Regions from separate parts of the Anser cygnoides genome. Here region 2 is linked to region 1. A link is a contact called in public Hi-C data. All regions are on one chromosome and are shown on one strand. The core of a region is the stretch at or near the end of the contact, and the rest is flanking DNA. Distances in the headings are between cores, read along the strand shown. Region 1 overlaps MAPKBP1 (mitogen-activated protein kinase binding protein 1). Region 2 holds the start of MAPKBP1 (mitogen-activated protein kinase binding protein 1).

Region 1 (3,908 bases), core at 885-3,384:
CAAGCAGAACAGGCAGACGACAGGAGCTCCTTGTCCCCAAGACCAGTTCTCAGTTTTACTCCTCCCCATCTTTCCCCAGGGAGGAGTGGTAGAAGTTTGAGTTTAAAAAATAAATATATTTTTTTACAAAGCCACCTGTATGCAGTCCCACACGTGCTGTGCATTATGTTAATCTTCGAGTTTCTACTTTCATTCGCGTAACTTGAAAGAACCAAAAGACTGAGCACTCAATTTCCAACCCTGACACACATGCTTAAAGCATCACCACGCAGGTCAGCTATACAAAATAATAGAAAGGCCAAACTTCAGCTCATGTGGGAGAACTAAATTAAAGCACAGGAAATGTGATGAAGAGGGTAACAAACTAAATAAGCAGACTCATAAGCTACATCACATGAGATTTAACAGATGCACTGAAGTGTGGTTTTTAAAACACATCTTTTAGAGAGGGTTACTGCACCTGAAGAGGTTGCAGGAGCTGACCCAACACATAAATGCTTAGCTTTTACTAATGCAGAAGGCTCCAAGCCTACGTAGCATAAGCCTGCCTACAAATGTGTGTGTGTGGTTTTTTGTTTTGTTTTCAATACAAAAAACACACACTTTAATGTTTTTTAATGGATAAGAGAAAGGCATTATTTCCACACAATGTTGCCTCAACCCAATGGCAGACCGCATGGCCTCCATCATCCTTCTTTAAATTCCCATTCCAAATCATCAAGGATGGAATTGAAGCATTACAGATGCTGACACAACAAAGGCAAAATGAGCCAAGGGCATCCACTACACCAACAAAGAATCCCTGGTTGATGAGAGTTTCCTTCCTCAACCTCGTAAATTAGCTTTCTAACAAACCTCTAAAAAAGCACATGGCTTTGACAAGGTTTCAGAGCCCAGGCTTTTCTGACAGGACAGCAAGATGTCAAGTGTCTCCAAGTCTGGAGAATATCCCCGCACTGAAGTGATTTAGACCATCCCTAAGGGACCATAGCTTTCTCTCACGTCCAAGCTTGTCTGCATCTATGAGTGTCAAAAAAACAAACACAAAAAAGGGCAGAAAGCAAGACAGAACTGAAATAGCTTAATGACAGACTGCCCACTCTTTTTAACTTAACAACTCTGTGGTCCACTCAACCTCCTGAAGAACTTACCTTCCACGACCACACGTTGACAATCATGTCATGCTGGTACCCCACTGACACAATGTACTTGGAGCTGGGCGAGAATGCCACACAGGCCACCCCATACTTGTGCTCTTGGAGCTCGGCCACCTGGGTTCTCTCAGCGACATCCCACACCCGAACAGCCGGCATGTGTCCGCTCTGGAGGGGAGAAGAACACACACAGAACAGGAAACGTAACTCTTGAGGGCAGTTCTGACAGATTCAAGCATACATAAGTGGGGGGGCTTGGAAAAAGATGTCTAGTTGCTGGAATCACAGCAGGGTGAGGTTAGACTCAAGTTCTTTCAAATCTTTAAAGCCCAAGTTGAGGCTGCCAACCTAATGAGCATATGCATTTCAACAGGTGTCTGAAGGCGCTAAGACTACCTCCCTTGCTTTAATCCTTTTCTTACCCTCCTCACAAAACACCCAAAGACTATAACACTACCTTTCATGTACATCCCTGATCTTTGCAAAGGGAATTCATGGCCAGTTTCTGAAAAAGATTACGTGACATTGCATCTCTGGACTCAGTGCAATGAAAGGCATTGGACACAACATGGACATCAGAGATCCCAAACCAGGTCATGATGTGACTGTTCAAGTTAATTATCACGCACCATTTCAGAGAGGCATCTGGGAGACTAACAGCACCATTTCTGTCACAAAGGTAACACATGAATGCATGCTGCCTGAAAGAATATGGGCAAGGTAGTACCAGAGAAAGGCATTGAGAGAATAGATGTCCTTTGTCTTTATGTTTGTTGTCAAAAGAAAGAGAAGCTCATAGACTTCAGAAATGCTAAGTCAGCACCTTTTGCCAGACAATTCATTTTTTTTTTTTAGTTATTTGTTATTCAAGGAAAATAAAACGAAGCAGAAGATGAGCTGAAATGTTGGCCAAGAATGTGCCTGATGAGCAAATCCTACTCAAGAGTCTATCACGATTTCACGTTGTAATGTTGTAATCTGTCAAAACGGTAGCTTGCCCGATAACATTTCCATGGCAACATGGCAAAACAGTACCTTTTCTGATCAGGGTTAAGTCGTTTGACTGTGTGGGAGAGGCAACTCCGAACACAAGAAGGAGAAATCAAATCTTTAGCAACTCAGAACTGTGAATGTTTAATTGTCTTGTCCAAAAGCTTTGCCAAGCAACTGCTTGTAGCCCAGAAAAGTGCTATGGTCAGATTTTGCTGCAGTTAGTGCAGTTCTCCTGCACAGCAGAGCTCAGGTCTGAAGCTGGCTGTCAAGATGCTACAGTGAGCTAAATCAGCTGCTCTTTCAAGCAATTACTGTACTTAAACAAATGCATATGTGTGTATATACATATATATATTTCCTAACATCTTAGCATAAACCTGCGGACCTTAAGAAGTTGAATTCATATTCAATCATATAATAAATGTTCACCAAAAGCAAGCTCTGCGTCATCCCCATGCACGAGCAATTTATGCCTCCATAGGGAGAAAAAAAATTAATTTTCCTTTGTATTGAAATATTCAAAAGACATTTGATGTGCATGGTATGCCAAGGACAAATCTCTGTGCTCTCCTTCCTGAAAAGCCAGTCGTGCAGGAAGCTAAGTTGCTAAGAGGCAGAATTAGCATGAGGCTGCTAAAAGCGAGTTTGACAAAGTGAACTCAGTAAGCATTTCCCTGGGGGACCACCCACAGGACCAAGCAAGAAGAGGCTGCTGACACCGGCAGGGGACACCACTCCACCAAGTTCGAACTCAAATGTCAGGCATGCGGGAGGATACAAAAAGAGAAATGGCCTTACAACAGGGCAAGAGGAGACATGTTTTGCAACAAGGCAAAAAAAAAACAACACATCAACTTTCAAGTATAACTGGAAAAGCTTTTTTTTTTTTTTTTAAATCAAAACTTGCCCTTTGCCCCAGTGAAGTGTCAAACTGGAAAGCTTGGGTTGTCAGTAAGAAAAATATCCACTTCATTTTTCACGTCTTTTTCTACCTCACATGAAAAGAATAGAGCAGCAGAGAGGTACAAAAAAAGAGTTTGTTTTTTTTAATTTATTTACTTATATACACATAAAAGAAAATTACATATAAAATTATAAGGCCTTTTTTTATATACCTTACAACTTCTAGAGGATAAGGAGCAATTAAAAACAAATTACAGTATAAAATCTTGTGCTTTCACTAAAAAGTTAACAACAACAAAATCTCTGATGCTCTGATGGAATATCCATGTTTTTGTTTTTTGTGTGTGCCAAGGCAGCCTCCATCTCAAAACACTACTGTTTCTACTGTTGGCCTAATCCATGCAGGATTCAGGCTAGGGCGCTACCCAGTGGCATGACAGCTGCCATCACAGTGACTGCTCCAGGGACCTCTGGAGTGAACAGCCTCCTTGACAGGGCTGTGATATACTTCTCTGTGGCTGAGGCTCAGGAGGGGACGTGTTTCACACATGCTCACTCCCCATGTCTTACAGAGGCACAGAAACTAATGATAAATTATTATTAATCACACACAAGAGCAAACTGAGCCCAACCATAAGGGGGACAGGCAACATTTCTGTGGATTTCTAACATCCAGCAATTCCAAACTCATGACATACAGTCCATGTTCTGAACTTCTCATGCACAATAGACATGCGGTGGAGTCATCCTTATTCTCCCCCTTAGGCATGTTTGAAAAGAAGTAATTGTCGCCCCCAGCCAAACATACAATGCCAAACCACAGGCACCAGCATCTTTTGTCCCTATTCCTAAAGCTTC
Region 2 (3,908 bases), core at 656-3,155, 52 kb after region 1:
AAGAACCAGGTGCCCTGACTCAGAGGCGCCTGCTCTCAGCACAAGGCAATGCCACCCAGCTCCTCTTCTCCCTGCAGCTGGGGAGAAGTCAGCCTCCTCTCCTCATGACACCAGCCAATTCCCAGTGAGTGACTGTCTGTCAGGAATCCTCTGCAGCACCGAGAGGAACGAGGAATTTTTCAGGTTGAACCAACTACACCCAGACAAGGCATCTCCTAGAGAAGAGAGAGCTCAGTCTGAAGCACACAGAGAAGGGAAGATGGAGGAAAGCCCATGCAGGACTGTGGAATGCAACCCCTGCCTGAATGGCCACCTCAGAGACACAAATCACATTTCAGACCATCCCACCCTTCCCCAGGTGCTCACAGAGCACTCCCCCGTGGGGCCGGCAGCCATCGCTTACATGGAAAAACAGGTCTTTGTGGATTATTAGTTGCCTGTAACATTGGGTAGCAGTTGGAAATGTGGAGGAAAAAAGAGCATTATGTTCCTCCTGTCAGTCATCCATAACATCTCCATATGCCAGAATGAACAAAACCCCAAAAGCTTTCCAATACAGTATCTTCAGACTGAGTACCTCCAGTCACATACACCACAAGCAGAGTGCCTTTCGAAAGAGAGACCCTGGCTTTTGCAAGAATTTGCAGCACCGTAAGGATCTCAACTAAAAGACAATTCTGTGGTCACACCAGGCCTCCCAAAGCACTATTTTCGGTACAGATGGGACCACAGGCAACAAAGTCGAGGCATTCTGGCAGCACCACACCGTACTCACCTTACTGCCGATATCTTCACGCTTGTTCCCAGGCTTGCTTCTTCTCAGCTTAATGGAAGGGGAGCGAAGCAGGTTTTTGATCCGACTTGTTATTGTAGACCCTTCAACCGACATCATCTCCAGGTATCAGGAGGGTATTACACCCCGTGCAAACCGTGCCTGGGGAACGAGCCCAGGTTTGAGGCAGAAATACCAAGGTGCTCAGCTTTGCTCACGCTTGTTCACACATCTCTCAGGGATTCTGCTCGGGGACTCCACTCCTGTTACACTGCAAAGCTATTCACAGAGGCTGGCAGGCTTTCCTTTTGCAGATTCCAGAGGATCAAATCAGCAGCAATCTAAACTGAAAGATGCACCCAGGGGTCAGTAAAACATTCGCAATGATTTTTTAAGCTTCATTCTTTACGAGAAACGCCAAATGCAAGATTTAATAATAAAGATGGATGCAGCGTTATTTATTCTCAGAGGCGTCCATACAAGCGATCCTTCTTTTTACTACCATTTAGCAGCTCTAAATCAATTCAGATCAGATCAAGAAACCTGATCTTCCTACGCTTCAGCATCAGCTCCTACAACCACAAAAATCAACGGGGTCCGTCCAGCCCCTTGTGCCTGCCCCGGAGCCGGGCTCTGCAGCCCGGAAAGCGCAACGCGGCGCTCGATCCTTACAGCCCGGAGCCGCGGCACAACCACGAGGGAGTTTTTACCTCCCACGGACCGAGCTCCGCTCCGAGGACACGCAGGCAGAAGGGGCGACACCCGGCGGGGCAGGCAGGGCACGTTCCGCAGCCGCACCGCCCGGGGAGAGCGCGGCCAGGGGCTGCCGCCCGCCACCGCGGGGCTCCGGCCGGACGCTGCCCCTCGGCAGGGGGGTGCCGCGGGGGCCGCCCCGGCCCCGCTCCCGGCCCCCAGCCTCCCCTACCTGCCGCCCAGCCGCCGCTCTGCCGGCGACCGCGGCGCCCCGCAGCGCCTGCCCATGCGGCCTCCCCCGAGGAGGGGCCGCCTGGCGGGCCGCCCCCGCGGCCGGGCGGGGCGGGGGCCGTTCCCTCAGCGGCGGCGGCGGCGGCGGCGAAGGGGCGGCCCCGCGGCGCCGGGCCTCAGGCAGCAGCGGGGGGCGGCCGCCCCCGGGAGCCCAGCGCCGCCCGGCCGCGCTACGGCGCCTCGCGCGGGTCAAGCGGCGGCGGCGGCGGAGCTGGGGGCGCGCGCCCCTGGCGGAGGGCTGGCGCGGCGCGAGGGCGGCCGTTAGCGGGCGCGGGGAGCTCGCGCCGCCCCCTCACGGGCGCCGTGAGGCGGCGGCGGGCGAGGCGGGGGAGGGGGGCGGTTCGGCAAGTGCTGTCCGAGGGGGCGTTGAGCTCTGGGGGAGTTTAGGGACTGGCCTGGAGGAGGGGAAGGAAAGTGGTGTTTCTGAGGGTCCGCCCTATGAAAAAAACCTGCTGGCACCCCCTTCTTTAGCACAGTCATGGGTTGGGAAAGACCCTCAGCATCACCGAGTCCGGCTTCCATCTTGCACTGCCAAGTCCCTCACTAATGCACCACGTCCACGAGTCTCTTAAACACCTTCAGGGATGGCAGCTGCCATTCTCAGTCCATCTTCAGAACGCCCTGCGGGCTCCTTGCTGCTTGCTCCGCAATCCCTCCCCAGTTTCCCCTCAGTGATGACCATCCCATCTTCCACAACTGACTCAAACCCAGAGTATGCGTGGCAACTGGGGGTGACCGTGCCAAAAACACAGGCCATGAAAATCTTCAGTGTTCAGAAAGTTCAGGCACAGCTTTACCATGCCAATCAATCCACACAGGCCGTGGTCTTGCCCTTAGTGGTGACCACAACGGCCAGCACACTGCCAGTGTCACAGCTTGTGACTATGTGACCCCACACTGCCTGTATTTCAAGAAAAGGTTGTTTTCCATTCAAAGAGGGATTCTGAGCAGCCAGGATTACGATCTTAAGGCTTGGCTGGTCAGAAACCTGCATATATTGAAGGAAACACCTAGAGGCATAACACAGGACATCTTTCCAATCTCTATGAGCTCCTGTCATGCCACAGTAACCTGCAAGAAGTGTGTTTAAAATGTTGGTTTCTAACCTTCATTAATCTTTAGCCTTCATACATAGGTGCCCTAAAGAAATCCACACCTGTTGCTATGAGTCAAAAAGCAGCGTGGTTCCAGGCTTTCAGAAATATACCACATTTTTTTAAATTTACAATTAAATTGCAAGTCAGCAGTGTCGCAATTATTTCTTTAAGTAAAAGTAATTGAAGTCTGTGGGAGATAGGAACAAAAGTATCTTAGCTTCCACACCCAAACATGGTCTGCAGCCCAAGAAGAGGCACATAAGAGGATTCTTTCAGAAAATGTGGGTGTTGTCCATTCCTACCTATTGCCACTTTGCTGGAAAGCAGAGCCCTGTTTCAAAGGGTGAGTAGGGATTTATGAAGGAAAACAGAGCTGCTGGGAAAAGAAAAAAAAAAAAAAAAGAAAAAAAAAAGTAAAATCCCTCTTCTATAAAGATTTAGCGGGTGCTTAGTTTTATCCAGACTGGGAGCAGTTCTAGTGAGCAGAACCACTCATGCTGGATGCGGAGTTAAAAACGCGCACCAGCCTGTACACCACTGGGACCTGACACTGCGCAGGGGGGAGAAAGCAGTTGATAGTTCTTAAATTTCTGCTGTTCAACAGTAAAACATCAGAGTCATCACATTTGTGAGAAACATGCATACATTTGGGAATGAACTGAGGGATGTCTTTGAAAACAAGGGACAGCTGAGATGTCTGCTTGGGAGACGCTGTTTTAACGCAGCTAGCGTTGTTCTGTTGAAAGCTGAGCTCAGCATAATGTGATTTGTGATTACAATTCTTTGTGTCTGTGAAGCGACTGAGGAGACAGACTATGTCTGAAACATCACTGGACTTTGAAATTCACTGAAAAGGAACTGGGACAGGCAAGTGATGCCTCTGATTTTCTGAGTAAAACTTACCCCCTTTGTAATTATTAGGTAAAACGGGATGAAATGTCACATAGTTCCTTCAGTTCATCTTAAAGAGAAAGGTCGTACCAATGATTTTAAAGAAACTTTTTCTACAGTTTTATTAATATAAACACTTGGTTTTTTGTTTTGTTTTGTTTTGT

What was found. A called contact is a pair of places that touch in the nucleus more often than the background predicts.
Region 2: a Hi-C map of granulosa cells shows a contact between it and region 1, with 1.8 times the contacts expected there. The contact joins the promoter of MAPKBP1 here to the enhancer-like site in region 1. A contact is called at or near these places in 2 of 7 Hi-C or Micro-C datasets (granulosa cells and liver).

Annotation. Positions count from the first base shown.
Region 1 is chr5:32,817,182-32,821,089 of Taihu_goose_T2T_genome, forward strand. MAPKBP1 (mitogen-activated protein kinase binding protein 1) reads right to left here. Exons shown (of 29, transcript XM_066997781.1): 6 at 1,152-1,322. Among named protein-coding and RNA genes, the nearest start is that of JMJD7, 45 kb to the left of the region's middle. Within about 2 kb of position 2,135, at least 1 of the 3 cell types and tissues checked has open chromatin away from gene starts, as enhancers often do.
Region 2 is chr5:32,869,314-32,873,221 of Taihu_goose_T2T_genome, forward strand. MAPKBP1 (mitogen-activated protein kinase binding protein 1) reads right to left here and starts at 1,906. Exons shown (of 29, transcript XM_066997781.1): 1 at 1,698-1,906; 2 at 776-1,118. The coding sequence starts at 892.